2 separate regions of the Mus musculus genome follow, and region 1 is linked to region 2. The links are chromatin contacts, called in public Hi-C maps. All regions are on one chromosome and are shown on one strand. The core of a region is the stretch at or near the end of the contact, and the rest is flanking DNA. Distances in the headings are between cores, read along the strand shown. Region 1 has its middle 22 kb from the start of Gm46886. Region 2 has its middle 160 kb from the start of Gm25803.

What was found. Hi-C and Micro-C count contacts between places; a contact is called where the count stands out from the background.
Region 1: a Hi-C map of the N1E-115 cell line shows a contact between it and region 2, with 7 times the contacts expected there. The contact joins two enhancer-like sites. A contact is called at or near these places in 2 of 484 Hi-C or Micro-C datasets (the HL-1 cell line and the N1E-115 cell line) and 1 of 9 other capture datasets (embryonic stem cells).

The regions. Positions count from the first base shown.
Region 1 is chr4:81,953,191-81,959,306 of GRCm38.p6, reverse strand. No RefSeq gene overlaps it. Among named protein-coding and RNA genes, the nearest start is that of Gm46886, 22 kb to the right of the region's middle. Within about 2 kb of position 2,211, at least 9 of the 459 cell types and tissues checked have an H3K27ac peak or open chromatin away from gene starts, as enhancers often do. A contact at or near this core is called in the N1E-115 cell line, where this site is marked.
Region 2 is chr4:81,174,545-81,180,323 of GRCm38.p6, reverse strand. No RefSeq gene overlaps it. Among named protein-coding and RNA genes, the nearest start is that of Gm25803, 160 kb to the left of the region's middle. Within about 2 kb of position 1,338, at least 61 of the 459 cell types and tissues checked have an H3K27ac peak or open chromatin away from gene starts, as enhancers often do. A contact at or near this core is called in the N1E-115 cell line, where this site is marked.

The DNA of each region.
Region 1 (6,116 bases), core at 962-3,461, 780 kb before region 2:
TTAGATATAAATGTAGCTAATATAGAAATAAAGTTATAAATATACATCCTCCTGAGAGTTAGATCCTGCACAGATCTTAGAGACTAGAAAGGAGCCTTCTCTGCATTTGCCTTATCTTTATCTTGCCCTACCCTGAGCAGCCATGGCCTAGATTGGTTTTTGAAGCAGAAACAGTCCAGGAGAAATAAAACATATGCAGGGCAGGGTGAGACTAGGCACAGAGGGTTCTATGAGGACTGACCTATCCCAGCTGACCAGGGATTAAATCTAAATGCAAAGACGGGGAAAGATGACTATGGCCTGGTTAAGAGTCTTAGGAGTGTGTCGGGGCATGGGGAACTTAATGACTATTGGAAGGACCAAAAAGTAGCTGGGTGAGTAAGACAACGATCTTTCTAGCATGATACTAGCATGATACTTGGGGCACAGTTAGCATGATACTTGGGGCACAGTGGAAACTGCAAAAGGCAGAAGATTATCTCAGACATCTGACTATCCCATATAGATGGAGTCAAGGCTCCTTCTTGAATACTTGTGGCATAGAACCCAGGAAAGCAGCCAGATGACCAGTAAGAACAATCTATGGGGCAGTATTGAGTCCTAAGACATCATTTCTGTCCCAAAACTGTTATGGTCTCTGGACTATTAGCCTTGAACTGCTAAAGGTTTTTTTTTCCTGGATCTTTTTGAAGGATGTTACCAACTTTCCATCTTCACCATACTGGCCTGCTAATAAGGAGAGAATAGTAAGTCTGCCATAGTGCCCTTTAAAAACAAGACTACCAGAAGTCCCAGGAAGACTGGAGGATGTGAGTGGATCAGAACCAAGTTTGCAACATAAAAATGCAAATGACTCTGAGATTCTTTTTCCTTTATCCTTCATAATAATCGTTGATACTAATATCTATTGCTGCAAAAATGCCACAGTGCCCATGTTAGAGTGCCGTTAAAAGCTCTCAGTACAAAGGGATGCTCTGTTTCGATAAAGAAAGGGTTAAGGGCAGACCTCACAAGGCGGTGTGTGATGCAGAGTCAGCTGGAGCTCTCTCATCATATTGTCCTCAAACTTTCTTGTTCTTTTCTCACTTGTTATTTCTTCCTTTTATTTTACATCTAGCTGGGATTGCTGCGTGTAACTCAAGTTTGCGGTTTGTGGCTCTGAGCTGTCACTGTCCTCTGCAAGTGCATGCCGGTCTTTTCAGAATTCTTTCCCCACCATTCTTCCAGTAGTTCAAGTTCTTTAGAACCAAGATTTGTGCATATTCCAGAGATTATAAAATTTTAACTTTTACACTTGGCTACTGTTGGCTGTCTACATTCCTGGCAGTTTGTGTAGAGCAAGACATGCATTTCTGAGCATTTGACTTTGCAGATAAATGTGAGAAGTGCTCATGGTTCATGAGAGAGATGAACAAGACAATCCAAGATCATCCCCCATGTTCTGTGTTAATTTGCTTATCAAAACAAAACCCTCTGCTTCCTCCTCTTTCTTCTTCTGTAAAACATTTATTTGGAGGGCTTTTATCCTCCCATGTCCCCCACCCCACCTCACCCCCCAACCCCCTCCAAGAAGAAATTTAAGCTCCAATTAGTGCAAGAGAAGGGAGGGAGGTGCAGACTTGGATGCTAAATTGCCTAGAGCCTGCTCTCCCTCAAACAGACCACAAGATTCTCCAGCCCAGTTAATTTCTTCCCATTTAACTAATAGAAGGCTGGGGAGTGACCTTTGCAGGCCAGTGGGTAGGAGCTGAGGAACACTCCCCCCAAATGAGGGGGGGGGATATCTCTGTTTACTACACAGCAGGTTGGCCTCAGCTAATGACATTAATCCCCCTACTGCATTTCATTAGGTGACAGACAAGGAGCCACACTTTGGAAGGAACTGTTTCACCCAGCAGCCAGCTGTGGAGAAGAGCCACTCCAGGACCAGCACCGCCTCTCCTCATTTGCCTTTCGTCTTCTATTATCCCTGACATGTTCACTGAACTACAAGCTGCACATGTTTAAAAATAATTAAATGTACTCCAAACAAATAGGCAATGTTTCCTCAATCGTTGCAGTGAGCTTTCCATGTTTGGACAGATTTTTTTTTCTGTTCATTGGGTTCATCAGGCAGCCCAGTTCTTTACTGTCACTCCTGAAACCTAGCAGATAAATCCCCAGGGCAGGCTGCTGCCCCAGTACCGTCACTTGCTCTGACCTTGGACTATAGTCCTTCCCAGTCTGAAGGTCTCCAATTTGGAGTAATCATGTCTGGACTCCCAGGCTTGCAAATGGAGTCACGGGGCAAATATTTTTAAAAGCAAGATAAACTTGGGATTTAAAATGGAAGTGTTGGGAATACTGAGAAGAGACACTCCAAGCCGATTAACCTTTTGGGACAGTTGCTGATAAATGTGCAGACTTGGGACCCTCCTCACTCTCATCAGTCCTGAACATTTTGCACACTAAACATTGCCAACACGGTGTTCTTTTCTTTTTAAAAGTAGTGTTTTCCCATTAGAAGATGAAGAAAAGGGGGAAAGAAGGCACAGCTTGTAATGTTCCATAAAGCATAACACATTAAAATACACAGATAGTGGTCTAAATAGATGACTCAGTAGTTAAGGACTCATTTTAGAGGGCCTGGGTGTTGTTCCTAGTACCCACATAGGGTGACTCACAGCCACCTGTATCCTCAGATGCAGGGATCTGACACCCTCTTGTGGCTTCCTTGGGTACCTACCTTCATATGCATGCACACATAATTAAAAATAAAATAGAAACTATACACACAGAAAGCTAGTCAACGAGAAAAGAGACTCTCTGTGCTCACACAGCACGGAGTCCGCTTTGAGAAAAAAATGAAACTAGCCGGGTGGTGGTGGCACATTCTATGAATCCCAGCACTCAGGGAGCAGAGGCAGGCAGATTTCTATGAGTTCGAGGCCAGCCTGGTGTATAGAGAGAGACTGCCAGGGCTACACAGAAAAATTCTGTCTTGAAAAAAAAAAACACACAAAGAAAAACAAAAGATAGCAAACAACAATAACAAAACAAACAAAAAAAATGAAAACAAAATTCTTTTTGTAGCTGAGCAAAATTCCCCTTATAAAAACAATAAATACACTGAGGAGCCAACAATGTTCTCAGCAATAGTTCTTCAGTAACTGATTGAGAGACAGGGACATTTCTCTGTTTCTCACTATAGTCTCACTGCATCTTGCAAAAGTATAGCTCCTCCCTTTGAATAACTCTAGTTAAAGCGTGTGCGTATAGACAGCTTTGTACTATAAGGAGGTGAAGAGAATGGAGGAATAGAAGGTGTCGGTGTAATTAGGGTCCCTAAAATACTGCTGTGGTTTAGCTTGATACAAGAACAACTTTAAGTAAAACCATAAGAATGAATGCTGTTTGGTTTCTTCAAGCAATATGCTCAAGTGTGATTTGAATCAATACTGACAGCAGTTAATGTGCAGAGACATTCATTTATCCATTGACTGCTTTTATACTGAGTGGTGCCCAAAGTAGGCTTGATGCCTTGTGAATTTTTTTTTAAAGATTTATTTATTTATTATATGTAAGTACACTGTAGCTGTCTTCAGACACTCCAGAAGAGGGAGCCAGATCTCGTTACAGATGATTGTGAGCCACCATGTGGTTGCTGGGATTTGAACTCTGGACCTTTGGAAGAGCAGTCGGTTGTTCTTACCCACTGAGCCATCTCACCAGCCCCGCCTTGTGAATTTTAAAAAGCCAACAAAAACGTGTAGGAGAGATCAGTATCTCACTAAGGAGGAATTTATTTTTATTCCCTTTCATATATTACACCCACCCCATCACAGTTCCCCAGTTCTCCCCTGCCGCTATCATCTCCGCAAGCCACCCTGCGCCTTCTCTTCCCCCCCAGATCCACCCACTTCCTTTAGAGAAGAACAGACCTCCCAGAGTCATCAAACAACATTTTATAACAATCTACGATGAGACCAGGCACATCTCATCATATCAAGGAAATGCAGGACAAGGCAATCCAGTAGGAGGAAAAGGGTCCCACAAGTAGTCAAAAGAGTCAGGGACAGCCCTTGCTCCCATTGTTGGGATTTCCACAAGAACACCAAACTACTCAGCTATAACATATATCCAGGAGACAGGCTCCCTGATCTCTGCGAGTTCCCGTGAATCCAGGTCAGTTGATTCTTCGGATCATGTTCTCGTGGTGGGTCCTTGACCTCTCTGCTTCCCTAATCATCGCTGGGCATCTTCCACAGGTCTCCCTAAGCTTTGCCTAATGTTTGTCTGTGGTATTCTGCATCTGTTCTGAACAGTGGCTAGATGATGTCTCTCTAGTCTCTTCATTCTACTAGGTTCTGGTCCTAACACACTCTGTAGGCAGGACAATATGTAGGTTAAAGGATTTGTGTCTGGGTTGGTATCCCAATCCCTTCACTTGAAGCCTTGCCTGATTAAAGAAGATGACCAGGTCAGGCCCTGTATTCCCTATTATTCTCGTGGACTCCATGCAAGATCCATTACACTAGGCTTCTATCTTGCTTCACAAATGTCCCCCCAATTCCAGTCATTCTCCCAGTATTTTCCCTCTCTCTTTCACCACATCTGATCCTCCCTGTACCCAACTCCATCTGATCCTAGTCCATCTGAGAAATCTATTCTATATCCTTTCCCCCAGAGATCCTTGAATCCCCTCTTAAACCCAAAGAGGAATATTTTAATGTACTGCAAAATTGCTTATTAAACCAGTAATCTCTATACCAGGAATTTCCAGACTCTAACCTCCAGGTCAAATCCTGCCTCCCTGCCTCCTTTCCTTGTAGGAATGGGTTGTGAACTATGTGGCTTTTGGCATATTTTTAAGTTACTGAAACAAAATTCAAGAGGAATATTTTGAAGTTTGTAACAATTCCTTGAAGTTCTAGTACTCAGCAACAAGGGTCCATCAAAGCCCAGCAAGACTCACTCAGTTCCACACTAACCACACTACTTCTGTACTATATGATTGGGGCAGCACCTGAGCCTTTGAATCATAAGGCTCACAATACAATATCCAGCCCTTGGCAGAAAATGTTTGCTAATAATACCACCAGCCAATCCAGTGAACAGTGGGGCCTATAACAAATAAGAGAAGATGCCTTGCTTTTTAAGTCATAAAGTCCACTTCAAAGGAATTTCCTCAGTAGTAGAAAGCAGGACATATAATGGTATCTATGGTGATGTGAATAAAAATGGCCCACATAGGCCTATAGAGAGTGACACTATTAGGAGGTATAGTCTTTTTGGACTAAGTGTGACTTTGTTGAAGGAAGCATGTCACTGAGGATGGGGCTTGAGGCCTCAGATGCTCCAGCCAAACCCAGCTTCTCAATCTCTTCCTACTGCCAGCCAATATGGATGAAAAACACTCAGATACCATGTCTGTCTGCGTGCCATCATGTTTCCCACCAAGACCATTCTGGACTAAACCTCTAAATTGAAAGCCAGCCCCCATTAAATGTTTTCTTATAAGAGTTTCCTTATAAGGTCACGGTGTCTCTTCCTAGCAATATAAACCATAACTAGGATGTATCTAACAATGCAGTGAATGATTTAAATAAAATTACACTACAAATAAATGATGAAATGCTTGTAGCCAATTAGAAAGATGGTCATATGCACTTTTAGCCTTTGTGCTTGTTCTCTGTCTCTGTCTCTGTCTCTGTCTTTCTCTCTCTCCCGATCCCTCTGTCTCTCTGTCTCTCTCTGTCTCTGTCTCTCTCTCTCTCTCTCTCTCTCTCTCTCTCTCTCTCTCTCTCTCTCTCTCTCTCTGTCTCTTTCTCAGATCCTTTGTTTCTAGAAAAACTACCAGGCTTAAGCTTTCATTTTGCTGAATGGCAAAAAGTATATGACATAGGGTCAAGAAAGGCTAATTGGATTTACATTTTATGAGCACGGAGATCCACCCCCGGAGGAAGGAAATAGATCTGGGAAGGGAATGTATCTGGAAAACCAGGGGAAGGGAGAGTTGGCCAGAGCAGAGGAGCACTGTCCTGGGGCCCTTGAAATGAAGTATGAGTGAGTCACTGAGCAGCAGAGCTTTCCTCGTTCCCTGTTTTACAGGAAGTAAGTCCAAGGTCAAGGTTTAG
Region 2 (5,779 bases), core at 89-2,588:
AGCAGAGAGCTGAAAGTTAAAATCCAAACATGTTAACAGTTCACATATATACTATATAGTGGCTAAATTAGAATGGACAAATAGTGGCCAACATCATTCCCCAGTATCATACATACTGGCTGAGGTTGCAAAATCCTGTGTCTAAACATGGGTTTCATCTCTGAGCTACCTCATTTCATACATGAAAATATTACAAGCTGTGAAGACACCAGAAATCTAGACTATTTCTGCTCCCAGACGTTTTGGACTAGGATTTCTCTACTTGCATGTCTTAATTGTGATAGAGCTTGCACTAATGAATGTACACTTGTTGTGATTCAATGGACTGCTTCCTTACAAACATCCATTTTATTTATTAGATATCAATTACTAAAAGCATTGCCATATATAAGTATGACTTCGGATTATTTCACCTTAAGTAGCACAAGACTTAGCTGAATACAAGGAAAGGGGGAGATAAGAAGATGGCCTGGTGGATAAAGAGCTTTCGAGGGGCTGAGCTTATGTTCCTACAGATATGCTGGGTATGATGGAGGTACCATCCCAGAAGATATGTCTCTGAGAGATCAGGGACCAGTGTGTCTGGCCAATCAGTGAGCTCTAGGTTAACTGAAAGACCATGTTTCAAACATTAAGGTGCCCAGTGAAGATGACAGGGTAATCCTTATGCACAAACACACCCTGCACACGCACGCATACACAGACACACACACACACACACACACACACACACACACACACACACACACACACACCCAGATGTATATACCAAACATGTGTAGAGAAAAGAATAGCAGCTTTAATTTATTGAAAGTATTTTTGCTTCTGCAAAGGGACTGTTAGTTTCTGAGCTTAGCTGTCATTCATAGCGAGTAGGTGATTTTCAAGTAATTTATTTCTGCTTTCTTGTTCTCCAGTCGCCTGTGAATGTACATGTCCAGGTGCCTTATGCTAGGTTGGGCTAGTAAACAGTCCCTTTTACTAGGGAACAGGCCCTTGCACATTCTAGCTGTGAACATCGTAAGAACATATCAGGATATTTGCTTTGTAGGTGATTTTATTTAGGCAGCACTGGGTCACTTGCAGGAGCCAATCAAGTGCAGAGTAAAAATACTTGCATCTCAAACTAGGAAACCATGCTTTTTTTAAAAAAGCATTAAAAGTGTGGTGGAGATTTTTTTTTTCTTTTTTCTTTTTAACTAGGAGCAATACAGTGAATTGAGTCTGCTGAAGAACAAAGGAAATTCCAGCTTCAGGTGGGCAGTACCCCAGCTCCCATTTCTGGCTTGACAGCTTCTTGGCAAGAGCCATGGCATCAAGCTTGACTGGATGGGAAGGAAGTCCTGAGGGGAAGCGCAGGGCGGGGGCCGGAAGAACAGCGAGGGAGGCTGGAGCCTCAGCTGCAGCCTGAGCTCCGTTTCTACGGCGCAGCGCCAGCGCCACCATGTGGCCATCTGTGGCGCATCAGCGGGAGAAACCGAATCTCAACACATTTGCAGAGCACAGAACTTGTTCAAAGGCCTGGGAAATCCTTGAGCAAGAGCATCCTCCAGCTCTTTCCCATCTAAGAGTGTCAGAGATTTCCCAACAGCTCAATTAGTAACCCATCTGGAATGTTCGCTGTCTAGGCACTTGGTATTTGTTTCTGCACTTATCAAATAATGCTCAACGTTATGTGCCACACACAAAACGGAGCAGGTAGTCCGCACACATGGAGGACCAGTGGGACATATTAACTGTGAGATGATCAGTATAAGACAAGAACTTCAGTGTGGCAAGGAAAGGCACATCTGAGCCTGTTGGGGAGCATTCAGTGTTTACATAGATGTACGTACGCTTTCCTCCCACCCACGATGAGCACAGGAATTGATACCCTAGTAACGGCGGCCCCAGAGTCTGTTCTCTGTCTGCTACTGCTGCTGGGTTTCACCAACCTTCCTGTTGTTAAGTGTGCCTTCTGTGTGCAGGAAGAGAACCGTCAAGGAAAAAACAGTGTTACAATCCACTGTTACTCATAGCTGAGTTCCTGCACCTTGCCCGTTTTCCTTGCTTCCATTTCCTGTATCCACAGTGCTTGTGTATTCTCCAGTTAACACAGTGTAAACAACTGTTCTAAAAGTGCTTCAAGTTAGTTTGAAAAGTTAAATAAACAAGGCTTCTTCAAGGGCTTAGGGAATGTGCATGATGCCCGGTTGTGCACAGGTCCACTTGTGTTCCCGTAAGCCACAAGGGGTCATCCTTGTGGAGAACCTAGTGGGGTTCGACCATTGTTTCATTTGTGAGGTTAACTCTTCTCGATCAATGTCTCTGCCACTGTGGGGTCATGGCCATAATAATGACAGTCACCCAGAAGTTTAGATTCAAAATAGCAGACAATAGGATGCTGAAAAGATACCTGCTCACACCCAGCTTCCAGACCCGGTAGCAACGACCTCTGGGAGTGAACAGACCACAGCTCCCAAATGCACACAGGAAGTCACTCTCTGTGCCTGTACCCAGCAGGTTCCCGCTGAAGTGGGAGACAACTGCTCTAACAACCCCAAACAAGGATAAGGCAGGTAATTAGATGAGCCATGTAACAAGCTGGAAGACGTGATCTTAATGAACACAGCAGATTTGTTAACAATTACCGGAAACCGAACTGTCGGGCATAATTTATGGTTACGCCCTTAAGGAGCTGAGAGTCTTCACTAATCACTTATGCCTCATCCTGTTAGTGTATTCCCTTCTTGTTTACATGTGTGCTCAGCCTAAAGGTTGATGCCTTGGCTGAGGTCATCCCTCTCTGCCAAGTCTATTGAGAATCTAATCTCTGGTCATCAGGATTCATTAAACGTGACTGGATTTAAAGAGAAAAAAAAAAGGTATCATTTGGACCCCGAAGACCAAGTTCTCAGCTCAAAGGGACAAAGGTCAGGAAATAAAAAACAAAGACAGGAGATAGAGGACAGAGAGAAAGGCAGAGGAACAAGGCAGAGGGGGCAGGGATATCTGCCTAGGTATGGGGCAAAGGACTGCCTCTGGATAGAGAGGAGACAGATGTGGTCCACAGGAAAATGGCAGTTTATAGAGGTAAAGAGGGAAACCCTGTGTTTGGATGAGGTGTTGAATTTTAATTGGATAAGTTAATTAAGGAAGCTGGGGGGGGGACGACTTTTGATTGCTGGGTTTCAGTCCTTTGATAGCTGGACCTTGGCAATCAGCCTCAGGAGGAAGAAGTGGTCAAATAGCAATAGACCTTGGTGGTTAGCTTTAGGAATATAATCTGCTTTTAACAAGGCAAGTGGGATGGGAGAAAAGAGCAAGACCTGCCAGAGCCATGCTCACATACTTGAGTCCCTTCAAAAATCCACTAGAAGATTGGAATTGTCTGTGAGAGTGTTGCCCTGAGAGGACTCACTGAGGGTAAAAACCCACCTTGGAAGTGGCCAGAAGCCACCCTGGACATGGGCAGCAGCACCCATTCCATTGCCTGGGACCCCAAACAGAATAGAAATGAAGAAAGGAGAAAGTTTGTAGCAGCATTGTTTTTCAACTGTTTTGCCTGCTGAGCTGGGTGTTTCTCTGCCCTGACACTCTCCCCTCCTCCCGTCCCCTCCTGTCCTGTCTGTTATTTACTGAAACCCTTGTAAAAGTTCCTATTAGTTTCCTTGAAACTGTAAGCTGAACTGCCATCCCACCCTTAAGTTGTGCCATCAGGCTTATGTCCATAGAGATAAGAGAAGTCACTTGAGCATATATTTTCCATCCAGCTTGTGTCACATTGTGGATGTCAAGGTCTAGTAGATGGGGGGGGGGAGGGGTGCTTCTAGGCCCATAGTCCTCTTTGAGAGTTGGTTCCTTCTTTGGTGGATCAGCCCACAATACAGCCCCCTATATTTGTAACCACACCAGACTTCAGTTCATCTTCTTTGGGAGAGTCCTTTCATCTTGAACTGAAATTTCCTGTAAAAATAAGACAAACTGAAGCCAAATGGAGTCTGCATGCTCTTGCTTGTAAAACGTAATTTCAAGATCTACATGGTGGGATCTGCTTCCTTTACTGATTGATAATTCTGAGTCTTATGTCCTTTGTGGTTTGATGACAATGTCTTTCTATTCATACTATCATGTGAGAGAAAGAGAAAGGACTCTACTTAGAACACACCAAGTTTGCAGTCATCGAATCTCCTCTGCCTAGAATTTCAGTATATCCGAAAAACCTGGTTTTAATAAAACTGAGATTCTACATTTGAATTTGAATCTGACAAGACACACAATATGTGAAAGATTTCTATGATTCTCTGAATCAAACCTGTATGTGTTCCTACATAAGATAAAATAGCTAAAGTTCTGTAAAAGTTTAGACTGTTATGGATATTGTTGGGACAAGATGAAGTGAAATGAATCCTCATATAAAATAATGTGACTGTATTTTTCAGACTCTAACAACTCATGGAAAAGTGTGCCTTGCTCTGTTATTATTGGGGTTTGTGGTTATGAACAAATGTTTTTTCCTTTACAAAAAGAAGCTGCTCAGTTCTCATTTGGGCCAGCTTCCAGAAAGGCATCCTTGGTCAGGGACGCAGAGCATCCTCACTGCAGAGTAGCACAGAATGTGCTGTGAGCTAACCCCTTCCTTCTCAAAGTACTGCTTGCACACAGATGCAGGACGATGGGCCCGAGTCTTCAGCAGTGGTTCCTATTAGCTTCCTTCAAGCACAACGGTGATTTTTGTATTTCTAGACCATAAACATTCGCATGCAATATAAACAATGCTCCCCATTAAAATGCTTAATATTTTCATGGTCATTTTTCTAGAAACTTAATGTCCCCAAATCTTCCCAGCCCAAGCCCTCAACCACTAATCCTGGTATGCCTGTGCTCAGTGTAAGCAAGGTTAAAAGTCATGTATACAGCCGAGACAAACCCCTCAGCGACCAGGGGACATTTCATCAGACAGCCCTCTCAGCCTCTAAGATTGTTCTAGTTTATATAAAATTGAATCAGGAACAGCCTGAAAATCATTTCAAATCTGTTTATCACTCTCGTGATCTCATTAGGTAGCCTTTACTGAGAAGTTAAGAACATTTCAGATGCAAAGCCAGGCTATAGTAGATTGGGTCTTTAACATGCTTTCTCTCTGGGTGCGGATTTGAAATTCAGAGAATAAACTGCATGGCCACGTGCACCAAGTCCTCGTTCTTGTGAAGGACAAACGGCTTGCATTGTTAAGGATGAGGGCAGGAGACTGTACTGAAGACTTTGTTTGGTCCATCTCCGCAAAGTCCTTCATGTGTGTCCTTATGCAATAATAGCAGCCAGAAAACATGGCTTGACTGTGGCTCTGGAAAACCTCTGTATTCGGATGCTCAGTAGATGAATTTACTTACCCTTCACAATCGCACTCTGAGGTGATTCTGTCGTCCCCACTCGATAGGAGAAGACACTTTGGAAAGGTGAAGTGCATGCCCAGAGTCTTGGAGAGAACTCACAGTGAGGGTGGGGTGGTCTGCCAGACACTCAACCTCTTCGATCAACAAAATCCTTTAAATCCTTTACCCAGAGACCCCAAACCATCCTTAGCTTGGGATCTCTTCCGGACTCCATATGTCAGCAAGTTCCGAAGGGCACGGAGAATTTGCCTGCATGCTAATTCCCTAATTTGCCTTCCCAACTCATACAACAGTTCATCTCTCCATCAGTTCCTTGTGCCCTAGTAGGCTGTGTTCTCTCTCCCACGTACAACAAACAGCTCCAGCCCACCCCCTCTGGATCCCCTCAGCTGTTCCAATCTTTC